Regions from separate parts of the Mus musculus genome. Here regions 1 and 3 are each linked to region 2. The links are chromatin contacts, called in public HiChIP or PLAC-seq maps. All regions are on one chromosome and are shown on one strand. The core of a region is the stretch at or near the end of the contact, and the rest is flanking DNA. Distances in the headings are between cores, read along the strand shown. Region 1 overlaps Msi2 (musashi RNA-binding protein 2). Region 2 overlaps Rnf43 (ring finger protein 43). Region 3 holds the start of Mrps23 (mitochondrial ribosomal protein S23).

Region 1 (3,885 bases), core at 285-2,784, 940 kb before region 2:
GGCTTGCTCTCCATGGCTTGCTCAGCCTGCTTCCTTAGAGACCCAGGACCACCACCAGCCCAGTGACCTTAGAAAATGTCCTACAGACCTGCGCACAGGCCAGTCCTATGGAAGCATTTTCTTAATTTAATAGTCTTCCCTCCCAGATGATCCTAGCATGTGTCAAGTTTACAAAACCAAAAAACCAAACAGACTAACAACAAACTAGCCAGCATAGAACTTAGCTTTTTAAAAATATCAACGAGTATTTCTAAAAATAAAAGGGTTAATGGTAGAACATTTGCCTGACATGCATTATAGGCTATAGGTTTGATTCCTAGCACTGGGGGAAAACAAAAATCAGAAAAAGACCCAGAGCTACTTGATTAGGCAAGGCTGAGTTTTCAGCCTTGAGTTTCTTGGTCCACTTGGCCCTGACTTTCCACATTTTGTTCTTCAGTGTGTTTGGTAGCCTCTCTCTGGGGCTTGTTGACCTACCTAACTTCTGAACACTAACCTACTTACTTGCCTAAGCAGCTTACATGGTTAACATTTACCCAAGTTCGTGGCTGGAAATAGCTTTCCTCTGAATCATAATTTACAGTGTAACTGTCCTGAGAAAGCTCTTACATGGGTGTGGGAAGAGGAGAGTGGGGAGCTGAGGGAAGCCCCACCCCAATCCTCATAACTGGCCCCCCCCCCCCTTCGTATTCACTACCAGCAAGCTTATCAGCGTGTTCCCATCCCCCTGCAGCTCTGTTCTTAGTAGGTTCGGATAAACAGAAAAGCACACCACACCTGTTCTCTATTTATTTCATCATACAAAGAAGCAACAGGTACTTTCTGATGTTAAAAATATAAACGAGACCGAAACCAGTATTGCTACCTGTTTCTAGAGGAACACCAGCGATTCTTCACCCTGCCTGCGTACTCTTATCATTGTGGGTCCTTTCTTTCATAGGCCACATTCAGTTCCAGGTGAGGGCATGTTTCAGATCATAGTTTGCAATTGTTTGCTCAAGAATGAGGACAGTTTTTCTGAATATATAGTGCATATTGATTAGCTGATTGCAAAAAATAAAAAAATAAAAAAGACGAAACGAAACCAAGACAGAATTCGGAGTAGGACACAGGGTTTACAGTCAGCCAGTGTTAAGCAGAGTTAGGGACCTTGGGCCTTGTCTTGTTTCTCTATTTCATTTTCTAGGTGAGAAAGCTGAGCCCCAGTAAACATTAGCACTAGCCTGTCCCAGGTCAGGCAGCTAGCGAGAAGAGAACCAAAACTGAAATGTCAGGCTCTGCTCTATGTCTTTTTGAGCGAGATAATGATCTGTTTTTAACACAAGAACAGAGACAGTATTTTGGTCTGGTTTCAGAGAGCTGAGCCTGATCCTATCCAGTTTTAAGCCAGTAAGGAATGTGTTGAGGAATGGGAAAATACCTGTAGAAAACATTAGGAGGTGTAGAGAAAGCTCCAGGCTCTGTGTTCAGAGCCCTGCAGCAGGTCTGGGACTGCAGGTAGCTACCACTCCCCGGGCATCAGGAAGTCCTTCTGAGTCAGAGAGGGCCTGCCACAGCTGCCGAGTCTGGAGCAGAGGCCACCATGCCATCTCAATCAGGAAGCCTCCATTGCTGCCACAACCCTGCTTCAAACATTCCAGAAAAATAGATTCTTCGGCGACACAGGATATTGCTACTGAAATAGCCAAACACCTCCCCGACACACACCCCCACCCCCCTCCGCTGCCAGGGGAAACAAAGCCCAGAACAAGCCACTTCCCCTTCTGAACCAAGCTGCAGGGCAATCCTGAAGAGGGATCTCCAGTTTTCAAATCTTACATAACAGAGAGGCCCGTGGGGAGGCTGATGGCATGGGTAAGGGTACCAACCAGTTCACCACGCCAGCACTGGAGTAAGGGACCGGATGATAAGAAATAGGCTGGAGCCTCCTGTGTTACAGCCATATATGGTAGACTAGCAAACAGGGGGAGCACCCCCAACAGAAACTGTGTACACAGACGAGGGAAGGAAAAGCACCCCCCAATTAATCAGCTAGAGAATATAAAAGACAAAGTTATATGGGAACTGTCTTGTCATAGGGTGGCGGTACTGATTTATATTGTTTTAAGATAAGCTGCTTGCAGTAACCATTGTTGTTCTGTAGCCATTAACATAAGTCATGTGTAGTAACATAGCTCAAACCCGGGCAAACAGAAGTTCAGGTCCAGGTCTAGATCCAGGCCCAGTTAAAAAGCTTTCCCATCAATCCCCTGGACTTCTATCCTGAAACATTATCACATAGTTAGGAATTCAGTATAGTGTATTGTTTTGGTTCTGTTTGCCCTGTACTTTTTTTCTAGGTCAGTTTCCTTAACACTATGGGAGGATCCTACATTGCTTCTCCTATCCAATTACTAACCGTGGCCCAGCCTGGTTAGCTTCCGAGATCAGACAATGCCGCGTGTGTTCAGTCTGTAGATTCTACATTGCTTTTCAAAGTCCAGACTTTCAAAGGATGGTTATCCCAGACCTCCCAGGGATTCCGTTTAACATTCATTCTGTGAACTGTTGGCATCTGTCATGTGCTTTAGGGTAGACTTGGCAGCTAGGACACAAGTCCCCGAATACTGTAGGGTGATTATGTTGGTTTCCAGACCTCTACCCCCTCAAGTGAGACTTCTAGGTGCTCCTGAACATTCCTGTACAGATGGGACTGTTGGCCACTGGGTGCCTAGTATGTGGTGTCTTACAACATGGGGTTCGAGTTTAATCTGGTTAATGTATCCTTGCTGGGCCGGGAGCGTTATTTGCAAACCTCAAGCACGATTAAATTAAAGACAAGGCTTATGGGAGGAGGAGGAAGAGAAAACTAGATAGAAGGTCAAACTTTTGGAGATGGTGGCTGGGTGCGTCACACTTAAGTCCTTGGCTGCGGGTGACTAGCACCCTTCCAGACATGTTCTGGTCAGGTAGGTCAGTAGGAGGCTGTCTGAAGTATTTCGCTGTGGTCACAGGGGTGTCCACCCTGTGGGCTCAGGTGCTATATGTGGCTGCACGTAGACCAGGATATTATGAGTGGCACCCAGCACCAAATCATAAACCTGTTTCACACATGGAATTATTATTTTTTTCTCTTGGTGGGTTAAGGTTAACTCATCTGCAAGGTTCTCAAGCATGAACTCTGCAGGTGACAACGTCATTGTGAAAAGGTTGGGCAAGCCTGGCTATCCAGCGAGGACTGGAGAGAAAGCCTTAGCGAGGGAATAGCCGTGGAAGTGCACCGTTGCTTCCAGAGTGGTTTGACTTTCTAGTCCTGCGGGTGCGGCTCTGAGCATGTTGAAATAGTGACAGCATACAGGATTGGGTGGGTTCCAGATGACTGGACTTCCCAGTGGTTGTGGAGGCCAGGGGCTCAAGGGGTGGGGAGCAGAGCCATTAAAACCAGGCAGAGCTTCTTGGATTAGTTGAAGATGAGGAAAACATGGTGAGGAAACATTATCACATAGTTAGGAATTCAGTACTGATTTAGAAAGGGAGTTGAAGGCATGCCCAGTGTCCTGATACTTTTTTTTTCTTCCTGTTTTCCTATTTTATTTTATTTTTTTGTCAACTTGAGACAAGCTAGAGTCATCTGGGAAGAGAACTTGGTTGAGAAAATACCTCCATCATATTTAATCAAGGTGTAGAGCATTTTCTTGACTAATGATCGATGTGTCAGGGTACAGTCCACTGTGGGCAGTGCCACCCCTAGCCACAGGAGGTCTTGGTTGCAGTAAGAAAGGTAACTGAGCAAACCAACAAGCAGGCCCTCCATGGCTTCCACTTCAGTTCCTTCCTTCAGGTTACTGCCTTGACTTCCCTCCATGAGGGATTATGAACTGTAAGCCAAAATAAACCGTCCCCTCC
Region 2 (3,826 bases), core at 1,298-3,797:
GCTCTTTAGATGCAGACTTGCAAGAGATAAGTTTCAAATATCAAGTTATCACTTGATTTGATACGGTTGGTAGATCCTTACGGAAGTCTTGAAAACCAGGTGAACATCAGAAAGCCATAAAAGTTGTACCTCCTTCACTTGATAAACAATGGAACAATCACCAAATGCCACGCCAAAGCCTACACAAGTCGTCAGGGGGAGAGCTAGCTCTTTCCTGGTCCTCTGGACATGAGGACATGCCATGCACTCACTGTTTGGGTGTCGGGAACTATTACCATTTCAGGGTGGTTTAGTGCCAGGAGAAAAATCTGGCAGCAGTCACGAGGCAGGTGCAGTCGTAAAGACGGTGACTTTTGATGCCATTGTCCCTGCCAGGGCAGGTGGTACGGCAGGAGTGTTTAGACATGCCAGACAGTCTCCAACTCAAACTTCCCTTCAGAAAACAACCGAAATGAAAACAAAACGTGATCTCTTGCCCCACACCTTGAGGAATGATAGTGCTTGGAAAGTACAAGCATTTTATATAACAATATTAATTTGGTTCACGTGTACAGCTCAGGAGACATAAGAGTGTGAACATGAAGTCAGCTGCAGATAAGTTACCTTCCTCATAGTTTAATTTTCTATGTCTTTATTTAGACTAGAAAGACTCTTTTTTTTTTTTTTTTTTTTTTTCATTTTTTTTTTATTAGGTATTTAGCTCATTTACATTTCCAATGCTATACCAAAAGTCCCCCTTACCCACCCACCCCCACTCCCCTACCCACCCACTCCCCCCCTTTGGCCCTGGCGTTCCCCTGTACCGGGGCACACAAAGTCTGCGTGTCCAATGGGCCTCTCTTTCCAGTGATGGCCGACTAGGCCATCTTTTGATACATATGCAGCTAGAGTCAAGAGCTCAGGGGTACTGGTTAGTTCATAATGTTGTTCCACCTATAGGGTTGAAGTTCCCTTTAGCTCCTTGGGTACTTTCTCTAGCTCCTCCATTGGGAGCCCTGTGATCCATCCATTAGCTGACTGTGAGCATCCACTTCTGTGTTTGCTAGGCCCCGGCATAGTCTCACAGAAAGACTCTTATTAGTAAATTTTACTAATATGATCTTAATATAGTTTTTAAAACTCTATATAATCTAATAATACATGAATAGGTAAGATTATATAGAGTTTTAAGAACTCTATATAATCTAATAATACATGAATAGGCAAGGTTGTTTGTTTATTTGGGTTTGGGATTTTGTTGTTATTGTTGTTGTTGTTTTGAGACAAGCTCTCTCTAAGTAGCCCTAGCTGGCCTAGAACTTGCTTTGTAGACCAGGCTGGCCTTAAACTCACTGAGGTCCACCTGCCTCTGCCTCCCAAGTGCTGGGATTAAAGGTGTGCACCATTACACCCTCCACATGTTAATATTAATGTTCTCAGTAGGAGGTCTTCTTGTCTCCTGGAATTTCTCCCATCAAGGTAATAACGTGGTCCACCCCTGCCACTCTCCCGCCATCTTTGTCAGCAGTGTCAGACTATAGACTGATCTTGAATAGGCAAGTTTTCACTGCTAAGTAGAATAAACTGGTAAATCCCATTTATCTAAGAGTCTGCATTACTGTCCTAGAGCAAACTAGTGCATTTAAAACTTTTGAGAAGGCTGGTGAGATAGCTCAGTGGTTAAGACTGGCTACTGTTCCAGAGGACCCAAGTTCTGTTGCCAGCACCCACATTGGGTGGTTCACAACTGCCTGTAACTACAATTCCAGAGTATAGTCTCCCTTTTATATTTTCCACAGGACCCCCACACATGTGGCATACACTGACACAAAATGCATGCACCACACACACACAAATAAAATAAAAATTAAAAAAAAACTTTTGAGAGAAGTCTGTTGATGAGTCTATGAAAAAGACTTTCCAAAAAAAAAAAAAAAAACCCACAAAACTATATAGCATGCCAGTTCAGAAAAGAATAAAACCATAAAAGATTATTTTTAGTGGCAAAGATAGAAAAGTGATGTTTCTCTGAGGTTTGTCTTCAGGGCAGACCTTTCTAACTCATGATGCCTTTTTAAACCACAAGGACACCACAAGAAAGCGCTCAGAGCGCTCACAGAATCCTTGCAGGGGGCACTGGTAACTGCCATTATTGGAAACTGAGCATTTTTGGGTGCTCCTGGAATTCGATCTCCAACCACCACTCGGTCATGGAAGGCAAACACTCTTCAGTTCCCAACCACAGAGCTAAGATTAAGGTAACACGGAACTTGGCCCGGGGCATGATTCACCAGATCTGCTTCGCCCATCATTTCAGTCCTTTGTTTTGGTTGATGTTATTAGTCTGTTCTATGAGAGAAAACTGTATAATATAAACAGGTTTTCAGAAGCTTAGAGAGCTCCTGGATTAAGAGAAGGGCAGTTACGAGGGAGCAGAAAAATCAGAAAATAATGTCCTATAGATGTCAAAAATGTAAAAATTGAAATATTAAGTGACTCCTTGTTCTCACCCAGAAAAGCAGTTCTGTAGTGTACGGTCTCAGTTCTCCTTAGATGACTAATGACATGTGACAGCAATGACAACGCTGACCATGGCTATGTCTCTCTGCACCTGACTCATTCACTTTAAATCTAAAAGCAGGTACCTCCTTCATTTACCTGCCAAGACTTGAGTTCAGGCCCTCAGGGTGCCAAGGTTTTCCTCTGTGGGAGAAAATGACATCACGACTCCTCAGAGACAGTAGGGAAATGCAGAGAATGTGGCTCCCAAAACTTGTGATATCATCAACTGCCCAGAAACACCAAGCTCCCAAGAGTTAAAACAATGAAGGTTAAAACGGACGATTTTGTTGTTGAAGTTTCTCCATAGTTGCCGATATTTCCAAACACAAGGTTATAAAATAGCAGATACATAGGGTGAGTGGCCTTTTCCAGTAAATCAGCAGCTCAAACCCCAAACATTCCTGGGCTAAGTCCAAGCTCAGAGACAGAGGACCTCAACTCATTTGTACCGAACTGAGCTAAGCAAGGATGGATAAAGACGGCGTTCTATGAGCTCCTTCAGCTCTCAGTACGTGCTTTGGGGAATTTGCTATGTTGCAAGTTTGCATTCAGAATAAATTCTGGGTGCTCAAATAATCCCCCAATCTTCTCCAAACTTCCTTTGATGTCCAACAACTAAGGACAAGGATCTTTGATTATAAAACATTTTTTTTTCTTCTGGTTAGAAGAAAATTCTTTGCAGGGCGTGACCAGCAGGAGAAAGAAAAGATTTTTCTGAAGTGCAAACTAGTTGGAAACCCCCTGGGGAAAGACTCCGACTCCCAGTCTTTGAGAGCACAGACCTGCCTGTACAAGCTGCCTCCCTCCGCTGCCTGGGCTCTAAGAAGGTGCTTTTGTGTCTACTCTGGGACCTAAGACAATTCATGGCAGCCCTTCTCTCTCTCTCTCTCTTTTTTTCAGGCGGAAGTTTTCTAGGGACAGACAACAGAAAGATAGTCACAGTTTAGGAATAAGGCACAGTAACTAATCAGATTTCCGTCCTCCTAGAATGCTTACAAATCGGCGTATGAACACCTACCAGCTGCTCTGAAACCTTAGGTCTTGCACACTTGTTCAGCTTAGCGATACTAATTCAAGCTTACACGATTTTTAAAGCCTAGATTCAGACTTCACCCAACCCGCTGGTTCTAGGTTATCTCTGGTCCCTCCAGATCTTTCCTAAGATTTAATTAGAGTCTCCCAGGCATTGCTTATTGGTTTGAATTCAACGTAGCTCCATCACAGGGGCTTGAAACAGCTTTGATGGTTTCTAGCATCAAGTTTAACAAAAGGAACTGTAAAATCT
Region 3 (3,928 bases), core at 1,074-3,573, 530 kb before region 2:
ACTTTAAAAAAAAAAAAAGCACTTCCTTTGGTGGCGCACGCCTTTAATCCCAGCACTCTGGAGGCAGAGGCAGGTGGATTTCTGAGTTCGAAGTCAGCCTGGTCTACAGAGTGAGTTCCAGGAGACAGTCAAGGCTACACAGAGAAACCCTGTCTCGAAAAACAAACAAACAAAACCAAAAAAAAAAAAGCACTTCCTTCACCTTTACAACTCTAATATGCTAGTATTTTGTCTTACAATGTTAAACAAGATTACGGGGCCAATGTTTTCAAAGTAACAGCTAGGTCCCAGGAGCTACCTTCAAGGCACTACCTCAGAAGAGGGCTGTAGGTGCCCTGGCTCTTTCCTCTTTATTCTTTCCCTTGCTTCTCAATTTTCTACAATAAATGTGCATTAATATGCCAGGCATGGCGATACAAGCCTGTAACACCAGGATTCCAGAGGCAGAGGCATGAAGATCATGACCTTGTCCCAAGAGGAACAAAAGGAAAAAAATAGATGCTAAAGAAATAAAGTACGCAGGGCTGGAGAGATGGCTCAGCGGTTAAGAGCACTGATTGCTCTTCTGAAGGTCCTGAGTTCAAATCCCAGAAACCACATGGTGGCTCACAACTATCTGTAATGAGACCTGACGCTCCTTTCTTGTGTGTCTGAGACAGCTACAGTGTACTTATATATAATAATAAGTAAATCTTTTAAAAAGAAAGAAAGAAAGAAAGCACTTTCCTTCAGATTTCTAGTCATGGTTACTGTAAGTGCTTTCAACTTCTGAGCATCCTTTCCAGGGCGGCTTCAATAACTGTTAGACATTAAATCCTCAGACCATATTCCACCTATTTCCGCTTCCAAAGAAGCTACTGTGATAGCAGCAGCTTAAGTGTGGAGCCAGACGTGATTCTCAGATCCACCGCCCTCTGGGGTGGCCATGGTGGTTAACCTCCTTGAACCTGATAGTTCTCTTGAATAACACAGAGGCAATGATACCTGCCTTCGCGGACAGGGTTAGAGTAATAAAGTCTATGAGCTGATGTTTGTCAAGGGCTGATCAAGTACCTCATACAGAACAGAGGCCAGTTAACAAACACTTTATCTGCAACTTTGTCAGTTTAGTCTCCAGATTCCACTTCTTAGAACTTCTGTTTCTGGGCTGGAGAGATGGCTCAGTGGTTAAGAGCACTGACTGCTCTTCCAGAGATCCTGAGTTCAATTCCCAGCAATCACATGGTGGCTCACAACCATCTGTAATGCGATCTGATATCCTCTTCTGGTGGTCTGGTTGGCAGACTTCTACATGAGCCTTCCTCTCTGAAGGTCTGCGGCACCCTGCTCACTATAGGGGATAGACACTTACGCTCGAATCTGATCCTCCTGGTAAAAGATGTCCTGGATGTCAGCTTTGGCTTTGCCGTATCGCAAGCGGGGCCTTCGGAAGACAGGCTCTCTCAGGGGTGGAAAGGCCTTATATATGTCATACCACAGTGGCTTCTCTTTCAACACCCCGGCCCGCATCAGATCCCTCGTCCTTAGAAAGGGAACAGAACCAAGGTCAGTCGGTTACCACAGGGTTGTAAAGTCTCTGAATCAACTTAAACGAAGGAAAGAGCAGCCTGGTAGGGGTGAGCTGAAATGGGCCTCCCGCCTAAAGGAGGCACGGCCAATACACACAGCAACCTAGCATGGCCACAGTGTTAAGTCCAGTTGGTTAGCTCTCATGTAGCCTAGGCTAGACTTAAACTAAAGAGTGTGGCCAAGGATGACCTTGAATTTAGTGCCTCCCTGCACTTCCCTAGAGCTAGGATTACAGCGTGTCCACGCAGGCTTTTTGTTTTGACAGAAGTCCACCAGTAGCCTTGCTACGAAGCCAGGTTGGCCCCGGTCTTGTGGCAATCCTCCTGCCTCGCCTCCTAAGTGCCGAGACTACGCGCGCGAGCCACGACACACAGCTTCCATCTTCTTGCACGGGTCCCACCCACCGTTCCATAGTGAAAAAGCAAGACCTGTCCAGTCAGGCCCTTCAGCTTCTTTACTGTAGAAGGTCTCCACCGAAATGGGGTGGCGAGCACAATCTGACAGGACAGAAATCCAAGGGGACAGAGACAAACCACACCGATTCCGTGCCAAGGGCATCACCTGGCTCGGACACCCGCAACCGCATCCCCTAAGGATATGCCAGGAGGGTCGTGACCCGCTAGGAACTCTGCCCTCGCCCAACTCGGAGCACGCACCGGGAGAACACGCTCCCCACCGTCTCCAGCCGGCTCCCCGCCATGGCCACTTGGGCTAGAAAGCCTCGGGCTGTTACCGGAAGCGGAAGCGGCAGCAAGCAAGCCAAGGGGGAACAAGCGGCTGGCCGAGCCGAGGATGACAGTCCCGCCTCGACGTCATCCGGACGGCGGAACCAGGCAGAAGCAAACGATGGGCTGAGCAGGAGCCCTCAGGTCCTGCGTCCGGGTGGGTGGGGGTGGGGTGGGGTGGTCAGATACGAATAATCGATTCCCGAGCCAAAAGAGCGGGAGCGCGCCAAAGCTGCGCAAGAGTAGCAAACGACCGGTCCTGGGGAAAGGTGGAGTGTGGCGCCTGCTTTCTTCTCTCTAACTTTGCAAAGCTTCCTCCTCTCTGGCAGGGTGGAGGGAATAGTGTGGAGCTCGCCGGGATGCAGCACATCCTACAGTCAGGAACAGCTAGCCAATATGACATTTGAGGACACCAGGCTCGACTAAGCCTAATCTTAGCCACTCACACTACTCAGAAACTGAGACCCAAATAGGGGCGAAGTAACTTTTCCAAGTGACACGAGCCTCCAGGCCTCCTTCCTCGGCCTTTTGCGCCTTAAGCGGGGCTCAGCAGAGCAGTCTGTTTTCAGGCTCAGTGGAAAGCTGCCTGTAAGTAGTAGTTCCTCCGCTGGAGGCGTCCCTCGCCCGCCCGCTAGCGCTGGAGTTTTAAGAAGTAAAAGCCCAGAATGAATGCATTCGGAGGAAGAAAATAAAAATCTGGGGGAACGTAGTCTGTCATTGTTCAACTGTTCAAAGTATGGGTTTGGAGGAATATCCGTTGGAGAAGCACCCCTTAGAAATTTCATCAGGGTATTTGTGCGAAGAACATCATGGTTGATCGTAGTGACAAGATTTAAAAAAAAACAACAACAACAACAAAAACAAAACATCGGGCTGGAGAAAGAGTTCATCAGTTAAGAGCACTGACTGCTCTTCCAGAGGACCCAGATTCGAGTTCTAGCACACACAGGGTGACATAACCACCTGTCACTCTAGTCCCTGGAGATTTGATGTTCTCTTCTGAACACTGCAGGTACCAGGCATGTATGTGGTGTACAGGCTTACGTTCGTGCAAAATACTGATACACATGAAATTAATTAAAATTCATCATATGATCAGGAGGTGGTGGGTCATACCTTTAATCCCAGAACTCAGGAGACAGAGGCGGACGATCTCTGAGTTTGAGGCCAGTCTGGTGATGTACAGATCAAGTTGCAGGACAGCCAGGGCTACACAGTGAGATGCTGTCTAAGAAAAATAAAAAAACAAAAAACAGAAGAGCAACAACAAATATTTCATCGAATGAAAAGTAGTAGAGGATGTTAGCACACGCCTTTGATCCCAGCACTTGAGATGCAGAGGCAGGCAGATATTGAATATCTGTAAGTTAAGGCCAGCCTGACCTACATGGTGAGTTTCAGAAGCCAAGGCTGTGTAGAGAAAGACCCTATCTCAAAATAAACTAGTGGCTGGAAAGTTAGGGTTTGTGCATTCTATGAAAGCCTATGCACCTGGTAAAATTAACGAGCTAGGACCATCTGTATTTACCTACCTACATTAATGCCCATGGCTTGGGGTTAAATGAAACATTGCAGAAATAGTTGTATGGGAATGAAATCTGTAAGAGCGGGGGGGGGGGGAGAGGGGGGCTGGA

Evidence for each region. HiChIP or PLAC-seq counts read pairs in DNA pulled down with a chosen protein or histone mark.
Region 1: a FOXA1 HiChIP or PLAC-seq map of pancreatic cancer cells shows a contact between it and region 2. The contact joins two enhancer-like sites. A contact is called at or near these places in 2 of 39 promoter capture datasets (hippocampal neurons and liver) and 1 of 115 datasets of contacts at active chromatin or transcription factors (pancreatic cancer cells).
Region 3: a contact with region 2 is called in a FOXA1 HiChIP or PLAC-seq map of pancreatic cancer cells. The contact joins the promoter of Mrps23 here to the enhancer-like site in region 2. A contact is called at or near these places in 2 of 39 promoter capture datasets (hippocampal neurons and liver) and 1 of 115 datasets of contacts at active chromatin or transcription factors (pancreatic cancer cells).

What each region holds. Positions count from the first base shown.
Region 1 is chr11:88,611,805-88,615,689 of GRCm38.p6, reverse strand. The region is part of intron 5 of Msi2 (musashi RNA-binding protein 2); the gene reads left to right. Among named protein-coding and RNA genes, the nearest start is that of 0610039H22Rik, 5.5 kb to the left of the region's middle. Within about 2 kb of position 1,534, at least 148 of the 459 cell types and tissues checked have an H3K27ac peak or open chromatin away from gene starts, as enhancers often do. A contact at or near this core is called in pancreatic cancer cells, where this site is marked.
Region 2 is chr11:87,677,457-87,681,282 of GRCm38.p6, reverse strand. All of the region lies in intron 2 of Rnf43 (ring finger protein 43), which reads right to left. Among named protein-coding and RNA genes, the nearest start is that of Rnf43, 16 kb to the right of the region's middle. Within about 2 kb of position 2,547, at least 26 of the 459 cell types and tissues checked have an H3K27ac peak or open chromatin away from gene starts, as enhancers often do. A contact at or near this core is called in pancreatic cancer cells, where this site is marked.
Region 3 is chr11:88,202,783-88,206,710 of GRCm38.p6, reverse strand. Mrps23 (mitochondrial ribosomal protein S23) reads right to left here and starts at 2,323. Exons shown (of 5, transcript NM_024174.6): 1 at 2,226-2,323; 2 at 1,352-1,522. The coding sequence starts at 2,269.